Linked DNA regions of Mus musculus: region 1 is linked to region 2. Evidence: chromatin contacts called from public HiChIP or PLAC-seq data. All regions are on one chromosome and are shown on one strand. The core of a region is the stretch at or near the end of the contact, and the rest is flanking DNA. Distances in the headings are between cores, read along the strand shown. Region 1 holds the start of Trpv2 (transient receptor potential cation channel, subfamily V, member 2). Region 2 overlaps Ncor1 (nuclear receptor co-repressor 1).

Region 1 (3,844 bases), core at 6-2,505, 200 kb after region 2:
GTACAAATCAGCCTCTGCCAGGGGCAAGGCAGGTGTCTTAGGAGTACGTTTCTAGGGCCCCTCCCCCCAGTTTAGGGTCTAGCTGGTCTAGCTCTACTGAGAGGAAGTGATGTTTAAACAGAAAATAGAGCAGGAAGCTGTGGTAGAGGCTGGCCTGGCATGCCCATGTTCAAGCACTATAAAACCAACAAAGAAACACAAACACAAGCAGAAGATGCTTAGAACTAAGGTATGTGGCCATGATGGCGATGCTACTGTGTGTGTGCGTATATGTGTGTGTGTGTGTGTGTGTGTGTTGCTTGTTGCTCCTAGCAGGTGAGACAGCTTGTACTACAGAGAAAACAGGACATATTTGGGAAGAGTGGAGGGCCATGCCAGCTAGTATTTGCTGAGTTTTGCCTTACAGTGGACTCATCTGAAAGATGACCAACCATGGAGGCACAGTTATAACACCAGCACTGTAGAGAGAGAGGCAGGAGGATTGCCACAGTTGGTTTCATATCAAGTCCTTGCCGCAGGTAAAAGTGTAAACCAAACTAAAATCTAAATAGCTGCCGTGGCTAATGACTGCCATACTGGACGGTACAGGTCTGGAGTGTAGCATGGTGAAGGTGACATGACTGGGGCGGGCCTCTGGGCTGCATGAGGTTGTTGTATGAAGTTTGGGTTTTATTTTTAGTGCTATGAAAAAGTGGCTTGGAGGTGGGGGTGACATTAATTAATTAATTTTTGTTATTTAGTTTTTCTTTGATTACTGATACTGGGGGTCAAACACAGGGCCTTACATATGCCACTAAGTCTACCATTAAAGCTAAACGCTGGCCCCTGGTTTATATTTTTAGCAGACCACCTTAGTTGGTATAAGAATGGGGTGTGACGTATGAGTGTAGCAGCGGAGAAGCAGGGGGACCGGTTTGGTAGAACATTCTCACGGGAGAGAAATTAGTGCTTTGGACCAATCAAACAAAATTTGGGATGTGGAGCAAGGACAGAGGTCTTCCGGCGAAAAAGAGAGGGAGAGCTGGTCCTTGTTCTCCCTGGCAGTGCCGGGGCTGTACAATTTCAGCCATTCCTGTTGGCCACACGGTTGCCACCTGCTGGCTGTTTCTGGAAGTGCCCTTGTAAATGGATACTCGGGGGATCCCTGGGGTCAGGACGCTGAGCGAATCTTCCTTAGATGGAAATAATGGCTGGATGGGTTGGGCTGCATTCTCTGGGGCAAATGCTAGACTGAACCTCTTCTCTCTCTGGGGCTATCCCATTCTTCTCTCCCTTGGGTCGGACAGTGATGAACCAAATGGCCGGGGGAGGGCACACGGTGTTAAGAATCAGGAGGGGTGGGCGTCAGTGTTTTAGGGCATGAATCCCACACCTGTGCCAGCTTCCACCCAAGCCTAGGTCCCACCACCCCAGAACTTCCTCTGACTGCCCCAGGGGCTTCTCTGGCTACAGTTGTGGGTGGAAGTGCACCGATGGAGGAGCAGGGCGTGTCTCGCGAAAGCAGGGTGTGGCCAGTGGTCCTGATGATCAGCCCAGTGGCCAGTCACTGGTCCTTGACAGGTTGGCGTTAAGCCCGCACTATCCACTGTGTGCGACGAACAGGTGGAGGGTGGACGATACAGAGAAAGCTACGGCCAGCTACGGAGGCTTCCGCGGCACTTCCTCTCTCAATCCCCGCTGCTGGAGAGTCCCGCTAGGCTTGGTGATCCTGGCTTGTAGTCTGCTGCCGCTACGCCTTGACTTCAGCCTGAGGGGTAAGTCGATGGGCTATTTCAGGATGTCCTAGGGGTTGCGTCTGGAAGTATGACAGTGAATGATTGGATTGGTCTCCCGGCATCTCCATCTTGGAATAAGGGTCTGCGTGGGATCTGGCTCCCTGAACCTCCAGGCCTCTTTCTCTGCTGCCAGAATGGGGATCCCAGGAGGTAAGGTAGACAGCCTCTGGAAGACAGTTGTTGCTGCTGGGGGTTGGGAATGATGTCAGACGCAGCGTCTGCCAGGATTTGCTTGAGGGTGGAAGCTAGACTGCGCAAAAGGAGGATGCCCATGTCCTACTAAGGTGGGCAGAGAAGTGAAACCTCAGTCAGGCCCCCTGGCTATTGTGGAAAATGCCCCACCCAGTTCTCTGAGTGTACTGGGATCCTGTAACAAATTGAGAGTGGGCCGGGGCCACACTACCGCTTCCTCTCTTGGCCCTGTTTTTTTCTGTCCCTTATTTCTACCAACCTGTTCCCTGCCCCTTTTTCCTACCCCCACTGTCTTCTGACCGGCTCTGATTCTTTCCTTCCGGTTTCTGAACTCTGAGGAAGACAGAGGCTCCCCAGCTCTAACTAGGTCCCAGCCCCGGCCACGTGATGGAGGCTGTGGTTGCTGTTTCTGTTGAGGGTGAGGTTAGCTGTCAGCTAACCCCAGACCCAGTGTGCAGTTTGAGGTGGGAAGGCAGATAGCGCTTGCCAGCTCTAAAGCCCCTTCGGAGGTGGTGTCTTATACCCTCAGATATGAGTCAGACTGGAAACGAACGTAATTGGGTTCTGAGAACTGAAGAGGACCATCAGGACACGAAGCGAGGTGGCAACTCACTTCTCTTTTCTGAGTCGCGGTTGTTCTGGCAGCAAAAGGAAGGGTCTGATAGACCAGTAGTTCCCTGGATCGCTCCCTCTCTACATTAAGGGTTTCGTGGCCTGTGCTGGCCAAACAACTGAAGTTTTATCTGTCTGTACCATTGGGCACTGGGCTTGATATCAGGTAGAGAATGGGTGGGGTTGTGAACACAAGCATTCTCACCCCTAAATAGGATTTGAGTCTTCTTGAACATCAGAAATTCCCAAGGGGGATAAAGACAGTCCTGACTTCCTGTGAGATAATATCAAAGTGACAACTCTGTCAGGTCCCTGCTCCCAGCACATCTTCCTGACACTGCCTCTCTCCTTCACCGCTGATTTTCCCTCTTGGAAAGCTAACAGTTTCCCACTCTCCTTCCTACACATACACACCCCTTCTGTTGTTGTTGTTTTGTTTTGTTTTTGTTGTTTTTTTTGTTTTGTTTTTGTTTTTGTTTTTGTTTTTTGAGGCAGGGTCTCATTATGTAGCCTTGGTCCTGGAACTCACTATGTAGACCTGGCTGGCCTCTGCCTCCTGAACGCTGGGTTTAAAGGCGTGCACCACCAGGCATGGCTCTCTTTTATTTTTATTTTTATTTTTATTTTTTTGTGTATGTAGGTGTGGTTTTGGATGTGTGTAGACGCCAGAAGTAGATGTGGATTGTTTTCATTGTTCTCAGCTTTGTTTTTTTGAGCTAGGGTCTCACTGAACTCTGCTAGACTGGCTGGCCAGCAAGCCTCTTGTCTCTGCCTGCCTTTCTTCACTGAAATTAAAGATATACCTCATTCCGTGGCTTTTTATGTGGACACCCAGGATCCTCAGCTCCTCCAGGCTGTGTGGCAAGCCCTTTCTGATCCAGCTCTTTCCTCATCCCGCCTCCCTCTCCCTCTCCCACTCTCCCTCTCCCTCTCTCTCTTTCTCTCTTGAGACAGAGTATCCCAGGCTATTTTCAGATGACCTTGAACTTCTGATCCTCTAGCTCCTAATTCTATTTTTTAAAATATTTTATCAATTTATTACTTATTTTCTGTATATGAGTGTGTACCACGTGTGTGCTTGATACCTGCAGAGGTCAGAACACATCAGATCCCCTGGAACTGGAGTGACAGAGGGTTGTGAGCCACCATGCAGTGCTGGGCCCCGAACCCCGATTCTCTGGAAAGGTAGCCCAGTGCTCTTAACCACTGAGCCATCCCTCCAGCAGCTGGCCTTGGACTGCTACAGGTGGCTTATGCTTTGCTGG
Region 2 (3,446 bases), core at 592-3,091:
TAAGTTATTTTTATTTGTGTTTTCAAATGTAAAGTCACCACAATTCATTTTAAGAGTGTTATGTGTTACGTTATCTTTAGTAAGATGTGAGGAAGGCTGAGGTATAGCTCAGTAGTAGAATACGTGCCTAGTATGAGCATGACCTTACATTCAAATTAATAAATATTTGAAAGTAGGAAAGAAAACAAAGTGTCTATAACACTAATTTTCCAGATTAAAGAAATTTAATATTGATTTTCAAGTTGATACTTATCTGACTTTATCTACATTTAATCGACAAACACAGTATCAACAAAACTGATGAAAACTAGTATCAATTTACTAACATACAAGCATATGTCAAAAACTAGTTCCTTAGAATAATGAGGTGGCTCAGAGCTTAAAACCACTTGTTACCAAAACAAGCAATTCACAGGACAAACATGGTAAAAGGAGAGAACCAATTCTCACAAATTTGTCCTCTGGGTTACACATGTGCACTGGGTTATGTATGACTGCTGTTCACACACACAGTGTAATGTGATCATTAAAAACAAAAATGACAACAAAAAAACTAGTTCCCTATTATAGAGTGTTTTCCTGGGATCACAGACTAGAAGCAACTGGCCATTTAAAATTTGAGAATTTAACCCTAAATTCCAAGCATCAGGCTTCTTACTAATGTAAAATGTTGAGTCAGCATTTCCACATAGCAGATCCACAGACATGTCTCCCTCTGTTCTTACAGCCCCACCCAGACATTTCTCACAGCACCTCTTTCACTTGTCTCCAATAGCTACACAGGAGTTAGGATGTCCAATATATGTGAACTTGGTATATTTTATACACATACACACAATAAAATGATGTATTGTATAGCCTTAATGGACACTGGCTAAAGAGAAATGATTTTAAATCTGTGGACTGGTAGGAAAAATAAGAATTTATAAAGAAACTTGACATACAAACTGCATTCTTGAAAGCTGATATTAAAGATGTAGAAAACTGAAAATACCATTTTAACATCTTAAAAGTTTTATAGGTTTAGAATTTTATTCAGTGTTCACCATAATTCTACAATAATTTGTTTTTTCTGAGTGAGGAGCTTCTCATTTTTGGTGGTGGTCGTGGTGGGGATCAAACCGAGGATGTCTGCTCTGCCATCGAGCAGCTGCTGACCGTAACAAGCGTCTCACGGTGCGCCCTGTCTTACGCCAAGGGTGTCCTAAGTTTCCTTCTTATATAATAAAGTTAACAAACCTAACAGCACAAAACATAAGTAATTCTTATTAAAGATGAAAAAGGCAACAGTGCTTTAATCCATGTATATTACTCTAGATAAAGACTGGAGCTAGACCTCAAGATAACTCGGAGGATAAAGATGTTTGTTGCCAAATAAACAACTGACGTCAGTCCTTGCAAATCACAGAGTAGAAGGGGAGAACCAATTCGTGCAAGTTGTTCTCATCTCCACCTAGGAAATGGATGGACACACACACACATATGCACGCATGTATATATAAAAAAAAAAAAAACCTGGACAATTTAAATGAATTCTAGAGTATTATGAGATGAAAGACAAAGATGAAACAATATAAAAATGTTTCTTATTTTTAAAATCCAAGTTCTCTCAAAGGCAGAAAATGTTTGATGGAGACTTTTCTTTTTTTGGGATTTGTCAAAAAGATCTGCATTACCACAAATGCCCTTTAATATCAAAATGAAATGCTTACTATGCTTCTTTCTTTTGGTTTGCCTTTTAAATTAATTTTCCTTCTTCCTCTTTCTCTATTCTGGTTCTTCCTTTTCCAAAGCACCCCAGCCTTGAGGTTTCAAAAGCCCCCTTCCCAGCCCTCTTCCTGCTGGCTGCAGATCCAGATGTAGAACTGTCAGCTACTACCCTAGTGCCATGCCTGCCTGTGTGCAGTCACACTCCCTGCCATGCTGATAATTTGGATTAAACCCCTGAAACTGTACATAAGCCATCAATTAAATGTTTTTAATTGGACAAAGAGTGAACTAGATGACTGCATTTTCCAACAAATGGATATTAGACAACATCCCCATCTAGCAGCTGACTCTCTTCAGGAGTCACTATAGTACCTATATCAATACAAATTAGAGCAATAAGTATAAACATGTATAGTGATATGTCAGAGCACATTGCACAAACCTAAGCTCTGAGTAGAATATGACTTCTAATGAGAAGCTCATTCATCTTAATATTATTAAAAGTAAACAGGTTTTGAGGGGGAGAATGTGTAATTTTATAACAATTTTAGTCTTGCTTCATTTTTGGAATCTGTAACAATCCAATATCTCTGATTATAAGTGATTACATTTCTTTCAAAGAAAATGGAACGCCCTGATATTATCAAAAATTATCAAATTACTATCTATTTCTGTAAAATGTCATTATAAAAGCCCTGCAGCTATTATGCATTTTTATTATAAATTTGCCTTTAATGACTAAATTCATCTGCAAGCTGGTGAGATGACTCAGCAGGTAAAAGCACCTGTCACTGAGCTCAGTGAATACAGTCCAAGCCTTGGAACCCATAGGGTGAGGAGACAAAGCCAACTCCCCTAAGTGCTTTCTGACCACGGTACACATGCTCTCTTCTTCACAGATAAAACCTAAATAATTAACTTATCTGATATTTTATATCATAAACATGACTAATTTAAAATTATAACCAATATAAAAAGTCAATATAATAATATAATGTCTGCTGGTGTGCATTTAGTTATGAGCTCCCGAATCCTCAGGGGATGGGCACAGCTTAGTGAGGACACTCACACTGCATGCGTAATGCTCGAGCTCTGGTCCTCAGCAACGCAAAAAGGAAAGGAAAGGAAAGGGGAGGGGAAGGGGGAGGGGGAGGGGGAGGGGAAGGGGGAGGGGAGGGGAGGGGAGGGAGAGGGAGAGGGAGAGGGAGAGGGAGAGGGAGAGGAAAGGAAAGGAAAGGAAAGGAAAAAAGAACGGAAGGAAGGAAGGAAGGAAGGAAGGAAGGAAGGAAGGAAGGAAGGAAGGAAGGAAGGAAGGAGCGAGCCCTCATCACAGACATGTCTGTAATCCTAGTACTAGGAGACCGAAGGAGTAACAGAAATATAAGCCCAGCCTGGGCTAATTATCAAGTTCAAGCCCAATCTGATCTCATAACAAATGCCTGTCCCCCAAACTCCCCAAATAATAACATTTTCAAAACATTTTAACACCAACATTTATCCTTGGAGCATTCTCTTTAATATATAACAGTGGGCTAGACAAACTATCTTTGGAAGTCCAACCAACTTAGACAAACCCAGAGTTAAAGCCAAGGCTCTTCATTTCTACCTCTTCACCATCCACCACTGCTGCCAAATGTTAGGATCCACAATTTGTTTGTGGTGTTATTCCTAACTCTGTTGGCTGAATATCAGCCTGCCCCCTCCCTATCACAGACTATATGTAACAATACAGATAT

Evidence for each region. HiChIP or PLAC-seq counts read pairs in DNA pulled down with a chosen protein or histone mark.
Region 1: a contact with region 2 is called in an H3K4me3 HiChIP or PLAC-seq map of bone marrow-derived macrophages, with 3 times the contacts expected there. The contact joins the promoter of Trpv2 here to the enhancer-like site in region 2. A contact is called at or near these places in 5 of 39 promoter capture datasets (the C10 cell line, cranial neural crest, embryonic stem cells and 2 more), 3 of 484 Hi-C or Micro-C datasets (MC3T3-E1-derived osteoblasts, brown adipocytes and nephron progenitors), 5 of 115 datasets of contacts at active chromatin or transcription factors (bone marrow-derived macrophages, craniofacial prominence, embryonic hindbrain and 2 more) and 4 of 9 other capture datasets (adipose tissue, embryonic stem cells, liver and 1 more).

What each region holds. Positions count from the first base shown.
Region 1 is chr11:62,574,372-62,578,215 of GRCm38.p6, forward strand. It overlaps Trpv2 (transient receptor potential cation channel, subfamily V, member 2), which reads left to right and starts at 1,256. Exons shown (of 15, transcript NM_001382489.1): 1 at 1,256-1,754.
Region 2 is chr11:62,369,455-62,372,900 of GRCm38.p6, forward strand. The region is part of intron 19 of Ncor1 (nuclear receptor co-repressor 1); the gene reads right to left. Among named protein-coding and RNA genes, the nearest start is that of Ncor1, 67 kb to the right of the region's middle. Within about 2 kb of position 1,842, at least 1 of the 459 cell types and tissues checked has an H3K27ac peak or open chromatin away from gene starts, as enhancers often do. A contact at or near this core is called in bone marrow-derived macrophages, where this site is marked.